Regions from separate parts of the Rattus norvegicus genome. Here regions 1 and 3 are each linked to region 2. Evidence: chromatin contacts called from public Hi-C data. All regions are on one chromosome and are shown on one strand. Each heading gives the region's core, a stretch centred on a gene start, on an enhancer-like site or on the middle of the called end of the contact. The rest is flanking DNA. Distances are from core to core; before and after follow the strand shown. Region 1 has its middle 320 kb from the start of Epha4. Region 2 holds the start of Epha4 (Eph receptor A4). Region 3 has its middle 270 kb from the start of Epha4.

Region 1 (2,700 bases), core at 52-2,551, 320 kb after region 2:
TTTCACTTACTTTTTATAGTTGTTTTTCCTTTTTGAAAATTATCAAATGATAACAAAAGTTTCAAAGTAATATGGATGACTCAAGAATACCAAATTAAAAATATCTTTCCAATTGTTTAAAACATAAAGCAACAAAGCCCTTCTCCACTCCATCCTCCCCGTCTTCTATTCTCAGGTGACATGTTGATTTAAATTTGCACCAAGATATACACAGTTCCAGACCCTTCCTACGAATGTTTATTGAGAGGACATTAAGGCATAGGGAACAGAAGGGATGTGTCTGGAGAACTCAGAAAACTTAAGGGACTCAACTAACGGGGGGGGGTGTCAATGCTTGAAATCTCAGTTTGGGGGGAAGGAGGCACACCTATGAAGATCCTTGTCAGCATTAAAATGGGCGTTATCGCTGGAGTGCATGTATAGTTTATTGGGGTGGGTGTGTGTGTGTGTGTGTGTGTGTGTGTGTGTGTGTGTGTGTGTCAGTGTGCTCCTGTTTAGGAGCCTTTTACTGATCAGATAGTTATTGGTTAATCAAAATATTGACTTTTCTGGAAGAGAAATATTAATGAACTCAAGGTTTGTAGTTCTTGAATTTTTCTTCTAGGTGTTTCATAAAAATTGGATTACTCTAAAAAAGCAAAGTAAGTTTTGTCTGGATCCTCTGCCAATATACCAACAAAGGGAGGCTCCATTTGTAGAATTCTGATAGACACATCTATTTGAATATGATGTTTGACCATTATAATTAAGTAACTTACATCAAACTGTGACCCATTAAATCACAAGAGTATTCATATTACCTTTCTTCGTGCCACAAGTAGATTCTACATCAGCAACTCAAAAAAAATGCTTATTTTCCCTAAAAACTGAATTCCTCATTTTGCTTACTAACAAGACTTAATGAGTGCCTGACTGACACGCCTCACGGCTCCCCATACAGCATCAGAGTAGGTAAGCAAGGGGTTCTAATAAAAAAAATCCACATAAATTTTCAGGCCCATCGGGGTTGGGGATTTAGCTCAGTGGTAGAGTGCTTGCCTAGCAGGAGCAAGGCCCTAGCAAGGCCCTGGGTTCGGTCCCCAGCTCCGAAAAAAAAAAAATTTTCAGGCCCATGTTCCATGATCCTTCCTCTGATACCAGCACCATGAGCTGAGAATGAGCGCAGAGAGTATCATACCTCTTAAAGTCTGTCTAGTGTTGATTCAAATATTTCTGCTATAAATACCCCACTTGCCAGTATTTTTGTGGCTTTAAACATGATTACATTTGCTTGTCATATTTACTTATGACATAGTTGTTAGTACTGGGGAGATGTTTGACACTGCTTCAACAGTGCAAACCTCCAAGTTGGCAGTCTACCCTCCTCTGCTACTCCTCTCGGTGGAAAAAGGAAAGTTAACGTTTCTTCTTGCCTTCATTTGAAGCTGACTGACACTCCTCTGACTGTTCCAAAGGCTTTTGGGTTTACCCTGGAATTATTAAAACTATCAGAAAATGATACCCCAAAGTTTGGAACTCTGGCAAGCTGACTGCTTTAAACCAAAGCATACTGGGAAAACTTCTCCAGCTGTCTACTGACCCTCCCCTGCTACACACACACCCTACACCTCCTGATTGTCTTTCTCTATAAAAGTAACACACAGAAACCAAACTCCTCCCTCTATGTGAGTCATAGAGTGGAAACATTTCTCTAAACCTCTCCGTTCCTTCTGTAGGAGAGAAGACCAAAAAACCTTCCCAGTCCATCTTGCTTGGTACGAGCTATAAACCCTCACTTCTAGAAAGTCTCCTACATCATGGAGGATGGCATACATCATAGAAAAGCTGAGAAAGGAAATAGGCAGAAGTGGCTGGGGTTCCCCTCTCAGTCTGTGACTCTTATAAGTCAGAAACCCTTGACAGGTAGAGGAATTGGCCTGGATGCTCTGGCATTCTGGCAGTCTCTGAGGCCATCTTTTGAAGAATTCTACTAGACGCACCTTTAGAGACACTGTCTAATCATAATTCTACTCAGCCATTGATTCTTCACCAAGTATAATACCTTTTCACTAAACTGTCTCTGGGTCTTGAGTTATTCCTAAAGTCATCTGAGTTCCCTAAAGCTGTGATTCAGGGAATCTTCTATACTTTGTCCTTTTTCACCTGTTTCTGGTTATAGGGATGGATTGTGATCAGAAGGAGACTGATATAGATATCAGTATGAGTCAATTAAAACATGGTTGACATCAGATATCTGGGAGACTGTGAGTCAACATAAAATGGTTAACTATGCATGGCTAGGGAACAAAGTAAACAGTGTTGTAATCTGTTCTATAACTATTTTTAACCAAATGCTTCTTGTTTTGAGTGTCTTCTACAAACATGACCTGGCAGTCAGAGGGCCCAGCTTTCACCTTTGCCAGCTTGCCTACGTGTGTCTCTCTCCATGCATTTGTGCATACCTCCAAGCAGTCTGTGTGTCAGTCTGCACATGTTTATCTGCCCACCTGTCTGTGGTCCATGTGTGTTGGCATATGTCTGTGTACTTGCCTAATATTCTGTGTATCTTTAGTCAAAGTTTGTCTTGGTTCCTTATGACTCCTCTCACTTTCTCCAGTCACCCAGCCTTCCATGACACTCCTCCTTTCCTGGCATCAGAGCCCAGACCCCACAGGATGCCAGCCGTGATTTTTATATAGACAGAAGGTAGGAAGGAATGAC
Region 2 (2,782 bases), core at 40-2,539:
GTGGGAAGAATCGATAAGACAGATGCACAGCTAATGCGTATAGGTTGGAACACGAACAGAGGCCCGGGCCCACGTTCACACCCTGCGCACTCGCTTACCCGGCACAAATAGTCCAGGTTCATGCAGACACCCGCACCAGGCACACATTTACCCTCAAACACACACACACACACACACACACACACACACACACACACACACACACACACAGGAGGAGGAAGAGAGACAGAGACAGACAAAACAGAGAATGCTCTCTTCCCTCTAGGCCCATTAGAAACTAAATGGTCACCACCTCTCCCCTCACCTCGGACAGAAAAACAATCCTTCCAGCACGTCTCAATAGATAAACAGAAAACAGCACCAAGAAAGAGCGGGTCCGGTGGGTCATGCCAGTCCTTACAGACTAGTTCACACCATTCCAGAGAGAGAAGCTTAAAGTAGGGTATGTTTAACTCGCTGACTGCTCCTCTAGGTTTGCTGGATGATCTAAGGATCTGGGGTAGGGGAGAGGTAGGCCTGCGATTGCAACCTCTAGGTTGCGCGGCCCGATGGAGAAAAAGGTGTCTGAGGCCCGGTGCTAGAAATCAGGTCACCGGCGCCCGCAAGCGGCGCCACCACCGCTGCGCTGCGGAGACCAGGCAGCCAGGTCCCGGGAAGCGCAGCGCTGGGAAAACTTTGCAGAAACCCGGGCTCGCAAGGCTTGGACAAGAGGCCGGGCGCGCTAAGCCTTCACTGCTCATCTGCATTTCCCTTCTCGCTGGTGCTGCTGATGAAGAGGACTTTGTTCACACGTTATTTTTGTTTTGTTTTGTTTTGTTTTAAATCCTGGTGTATCCCCCTGGGGGCTCCTGAAGCCGGCCCTGCAGGCGGATGCTGATAAACTTTGGCCTTTCACTACAAACTTGGGCAGAGTGGCAGCTTGCATCGGTCACCCCTCTCAGTTCAGACTGCCCGATCTTCCTCGTTCCCCACTTAAGAGGATCCCCTCTGTCCCGCACCCTTCTCCGGAGTGGGAACGCGAGGCTCACGCCGCGCTCTCCCCCCCCCCGCCCCCCATCCTAACTGGTTCTGAGCTCCCGAACCATTCATCAGTGAATCACCCTCTCCGGGTCCCGGATCGCGTAAGGGCTGCCCGGCTCTTACCTTCATTCGCCGGGTATACCCTAGAACCGGTGACAGCGTCGCAAATTCCAAAGAGAAACGAAAAGAGGATGAAATAGAAAATCCCAGCCATGGTTCGCCGGTGCCAACGCTGCTCCTACCGCTTCTATCCCAGTGGAATAAATGCTTAAGTTAGGAGTGCAGCAGTCTGAAGACATTGCCAAGAGGGTGGGCCCGGCCCGTGACGTACACCCGCCAGTCCGGAGCTTGCGACCAATGGCAGAGCAGAACCGGCGCCACATCTCCACCCCCACTGTGCAGAGCCCACCCCCTGAGGTCCCGCCCCCTCCAGCCTCCGCAGGGCTCAAGGTCTCCGGAGGCTGGCTCCGTAGCTGTGATAGGTCTGTTCTCCCACCGGAGCTCCGGAACCTTGTCTCGATCCTCGGGGATCGATCCCTTGGACGGCAGAGGGAACTTCGAGAGACTCCGACAGGACGGCGGGGAAGGCCAGAAAATGATGGCAGTCCTCGCCGGACCCCAAATCCGGAGCTGGGCGAGGGAGAAAAGACTCCTGTTGAGATGAAATAAGTCTGAGGTTGACCTGCACCTTGGCTCTTGCCCCATGCTGAGGTCGTCGGGTCGCTGTACTGCCCACCCCAGCTCAGGTCTGGCGCTCTCTGCTGCACGCAGACACCCTCATTGCCCGGTTTTGTGTCTTTATGGCGCTCCGCCGTGGGAAATGCTTTGGGCTGGGGGACTTTCGTAGCTTGATTATTTCTTTCCTTCTTAGTTACCCAGCCAAGGAGTCCCAGTCCTCTCCAATGTCTCCCCAACGTAGCCACTTGTCCCCAATCTTTCTATCGCCGGGAAGTGACCCCTGGTCCGGGTGTTCACGTCGACTGACCCACTACCGGACTGCGAAGGGTGAAATCACCTCGCGACAGACCTAGCTGCCGGGAATTCACTGTGCGCTTTCCAGGGAGAGTCCCTGCAACCACGTCTAGCCATTCCGGGACACAAAGGTGTAGAAGGGAAGGGTGTACGAATGAGAACACCTGCTGCACAGAATGGGCACACGGAGGGTCGCAAGCTGCCTGGAGCAGCTAATGTGGCTCTGAGCTCCTACGTCTCCCCGGTGCTGATGGGTACAGTCTCTCAGGAGACCAAGATGAGAGGCTGTACCCGCAGAAACTTGTACCACAACCCCGCGTTGTTCTGGATGCCAACCATCGACTTCCCAGGGACGCACACACCATCAGGTCACAGTCGGTCCCTCCGATGCTCAGGCCACCGGGGAAGCCAGTTGAGCGCCGACCGCAGATATCAGCTCAGCTAGCTACCTGGGGAAACTGGGTGGCTGTTCCCCAGGCGTTTAAAGGGGTGGGATTCCAGAAGACCCACCTTCCGTGCTCCCCTCAAGCCGCCCCTCTTTTGGATCCCTCCCGGGCCAGATTTCCCTTCTCCAAGTCTGAGTCTCAGCCTGAGATCTAAGGCTTAGAGTGGAGGCACTTTGCAAACAGCGAGGGCAGAGGCTCTACGTGAGCCAACTGCGCCACCTGCCGGCCAGATGTGGCAGCGCGCGGGTCCCGAGCAAGGCAGACGGGACAAAGACCTCAGCCAGCCAGCCAGGTTGTCCAAGCCGAGCTACTAATTTATTTATAGAATTGGCCATGTCTTCCCA
Region 3 (2,700 bases), core at 109-2,608, 270 kb before region 2:
ATCGAGAAAAGCGAGCTCTCTGTTCCCTTGGTAATTGATCTCCCAGCATTCAGAAGCTGTTTATATAAATGGGATATTTGCTTTTTAAGCTTTATTTACAGATTTTGCCAGATGAGCATGTACCCTGTGAACTATAATTATGGTTTTCCAGCTGTTCCCAGAAATCTTGGTATGCACAGTTTTGGAGCCTGAAGCATGCTTAAGAATCAGCCACTGGTTAGCCTAAAATAATATCAACTATTAATGACTGGTAAACCTACTGAGAACAGGCTGCTGATTCATGAAGACCGTAGAATTATAGGGGTGAATGTTCTCCTAATAAGCCCTTCCTTTTTTTTTCTCTCTACGGCAGGCTTGAATCCACTATACTTACATGAGCCTAAATAGAGGAGACATTCTGTGTTTTAAAGACCAGCCATTACAGTAATTGAGTAACTCCTTTAAGAGAATTCTATGGTGTTTCACCTCTCTTCTTTTTTAGAATATTTTTCCTTATTTGTAATCAAAAGCCTTCTGCTTCCAGTTGAAATATGAGCTATGTCTGCAATTTTTCCACTTTTTGTCGAAGTGGAATCTTTTCTGGTCTTGTTTTTCGTGGCTTTGGAACCAACTCCTAAAGCAGAGAGACCATTAGAGGCTTAGAAGGGGCACCAGTGGTTTTTTCATCCACTGTCGCTAAGCACATTCGTTTTCTTTCTAGTCTGAGCATGGCTACGTGTTTTTATTCCTAAAATATAATAACATAAATTCTCCCTGAGACCTGGATTAGGAAAAGAGGCAGCCAGTCAATATTAAGTCTAAACTGAGTTGTTCTGGTTAAGTACTAATCAGTAGGTGAAAGACCACTAGCTGGGACATCAAGTCAAAAGTCCAGAGATAATCACCTCAGGATCACAAAACCCAGAAAAATGGAGCGGGGTGGATTCCTAAACAGCTGGGGTTGAGCATGAGCCTAAGTCAAAAGCAGGGAACTTCTAAACGCTCTCTCTAGGCTCAGGTCAGAGCTGATGCCTAGAAAGTATGATGGCATAAAAGTCATTGCTGCCTCGGAAATAGGAGAAGAGGGCTGTATCAACGAGGGAGGGTTCTCCAGAGGGAAAGGACCCATAAAACCCTGATGAGTAGAGACGTATTACACTGATGTACATGATCAGTATGATTAGTCCCACAATGGTCGTCCTCAAGTTACAGAGCTAGAGAAACGAGTAGCTGTTCAGGGCAAGAAGTTAGAAGCCTCAGAGCAAAGATGAAAAAGGACTGCTGTTTAAATCTGCGGCTGAAGGCCTGACCCCGGAGAGCCAGTCACTGGTGTGAGCCTATGTTCAAAGGCTGAAGAAGCTGGAGTCACAGGACGTTGGAGTTGGATGCTCAGGGTTAATGGCAAAAAGCTCACCCACTTGAAAAGACTCCAGCGTGCCGATGGGAACCTGCTCTTCGGATTGTCACGTGTGGGTTTGGGCTTTCTTCCAGTGTTGGTTTGTGTTTCATATGCCAGTTGGACTTGACACCCAGGGCAGGTCTTCCCCACTCAGTTTGCCTGCCCACATGCCAATCATCTCTAGAAATGCCCTAGTAAACACAGACAAAAGTGGGCCTTATCTAACTTTCTAATTTTTTTTTCAGTCAAGTTGATAACCAAGACTAATGGCTACAAACTTATATATTTGCATGAAAACAGCCTTATGTAACCCTGTATAATAAACTTTGAAAAAAGAAACCAGCCTGGGCCTGAAGACAAGAACATTGAATATCTATTTAAATTGTATACTCTACTGCATCTCTGGGACATTGTACACAGCCTTTCGTATGAGCTTGCGAATGGCCATGTGCAAGAAGAGCTCACACTGGTAGGTGTTTTATTTTGCTGGACTACCATAACAAAATACCTCAGACTGGGTGGGCTTAGCCGGTAAAAATTATATATCTTGCAACTCTGAAGGTAGGAAAACTGAATCAGGAATATTTTCTTCTGAAGTCTCCTCCCTTGGCATATGAATGACTTCCTTCTGGGTGTGTCTTCATGAAGGCTTTGCTCTGTGCAGTTCAGCCCTAGTATCTGTATCTAAATAGTTCCTACGAGGTGAACTGCAATCAGAATGGACGTCCCCTAAGGGCCTCCTTTTAACTCAATGGCATCTTGAAAGGGCCTCTCTTCAGATACGACTTGTATTCTGAAAAATCAACCTATAAACTAATATTTTCCCAAGTGAGATCCTAAGATTATATGCATTCAAATGACCTAGAAGGAGGGTTTGAAAACAGATTGCTGAGCTGTAGGCAAGACCAGTTCATTCAGGCTATCTGGAGGAGGCTACGCCTAGGATTTTTCAATATTTAATTTTTTCCACTTTATTTTATATGTGTGGGTGTGTTGCCCTTATGAATGCCTACGTGCAACATGCAGGCAGCATTCATGGTGGCCAGAAAGTGTGTTAGATCCCTTAGGAATAGAGTAATATACAGTTGCAGGCTGGGATTCTAACTCAAACTCTCTGGAAGAGCCACCAGTGGTTACACAGGGTCATCTCACTAGCCCCACATCTCAAGTCTTAAGACAGTGACACCTACAATATATAATTTCTTAGTCCAAGGGTGATTGTGTTCAAATCTGCAATGATTACCTACTGCAGTAAAATTTAGCCCCTAAACTCAGTGTGGCTTAAAACAATAAATTATCTTTTCCATGATGACCCTGAAGCC

The links. A called contact is a pair of places that touch in the nucleus more often than the background predicts.
Region 1: a Hi-C map of the A7r5 cell line shows a contact between it and region 2, with 2.0 times the contacts expected there. The contact joins the enhancer-like site here to the promoter of Epha4 in region 2. A contact is called at or near these places in 2 of 12 Hi-C or Micro-C datasets (the A7r5 cell line and frontal cortex).
Region 3: a Hi-C map of kidney shows a contact between it and region 2, with 3 times the contacts expected there. The contact joins the enhancer-like site here to the promoter of Epha4 in region 2. A contact is called at or near these places in 3 of 12 Hi-C or Micro-C datasets (Schwann cells, kidney and liver).

What each region holds. Positions count from the first base shown.
Region 1 is chr9:86,724,995-86,727,694 of GRCr8, forward strand. No RefSeq gene overlaps it. Among named protein-coding and RNA genes, the nearest start is that of Epha4, 320 kb to the left of the region's middle. Within about 2 kb of position 1,302, at least 3 of the 93 cell types and tissues checked have an H3K27ac peak or open chromatin away from gene starts, as enhancers often do. A contact at or near this core is called in the A7r5 cell line, where this site is marked.
Region 2 is chr9:86,405,408-86,408,189 of GRCr8, forward strand. It overlaps Epha4 (Eph receptor A4), which reads right to left and starts at 1,290. Exons shown (of 18, transcript NM_001162411.1): 1 at 1,144-1,290. The coding sequence starts at 1,234.
Region 3 is chr9:86,133,198-86,135,897 of GRCr8, forward strand. No RefSeq gene overlaps it. Among named protein-coding and RNA genes, the nearest start is that of Epha4, 270 kb to the right of the region's middle. Within about 2 kb of position 1,359, at least 2 of the 93 cell types and tissues checked have an H3K27ac peak or open chromatin away from gene starts, as enhancers often do. A contact at or near this core is called in kidney, where this site is marked.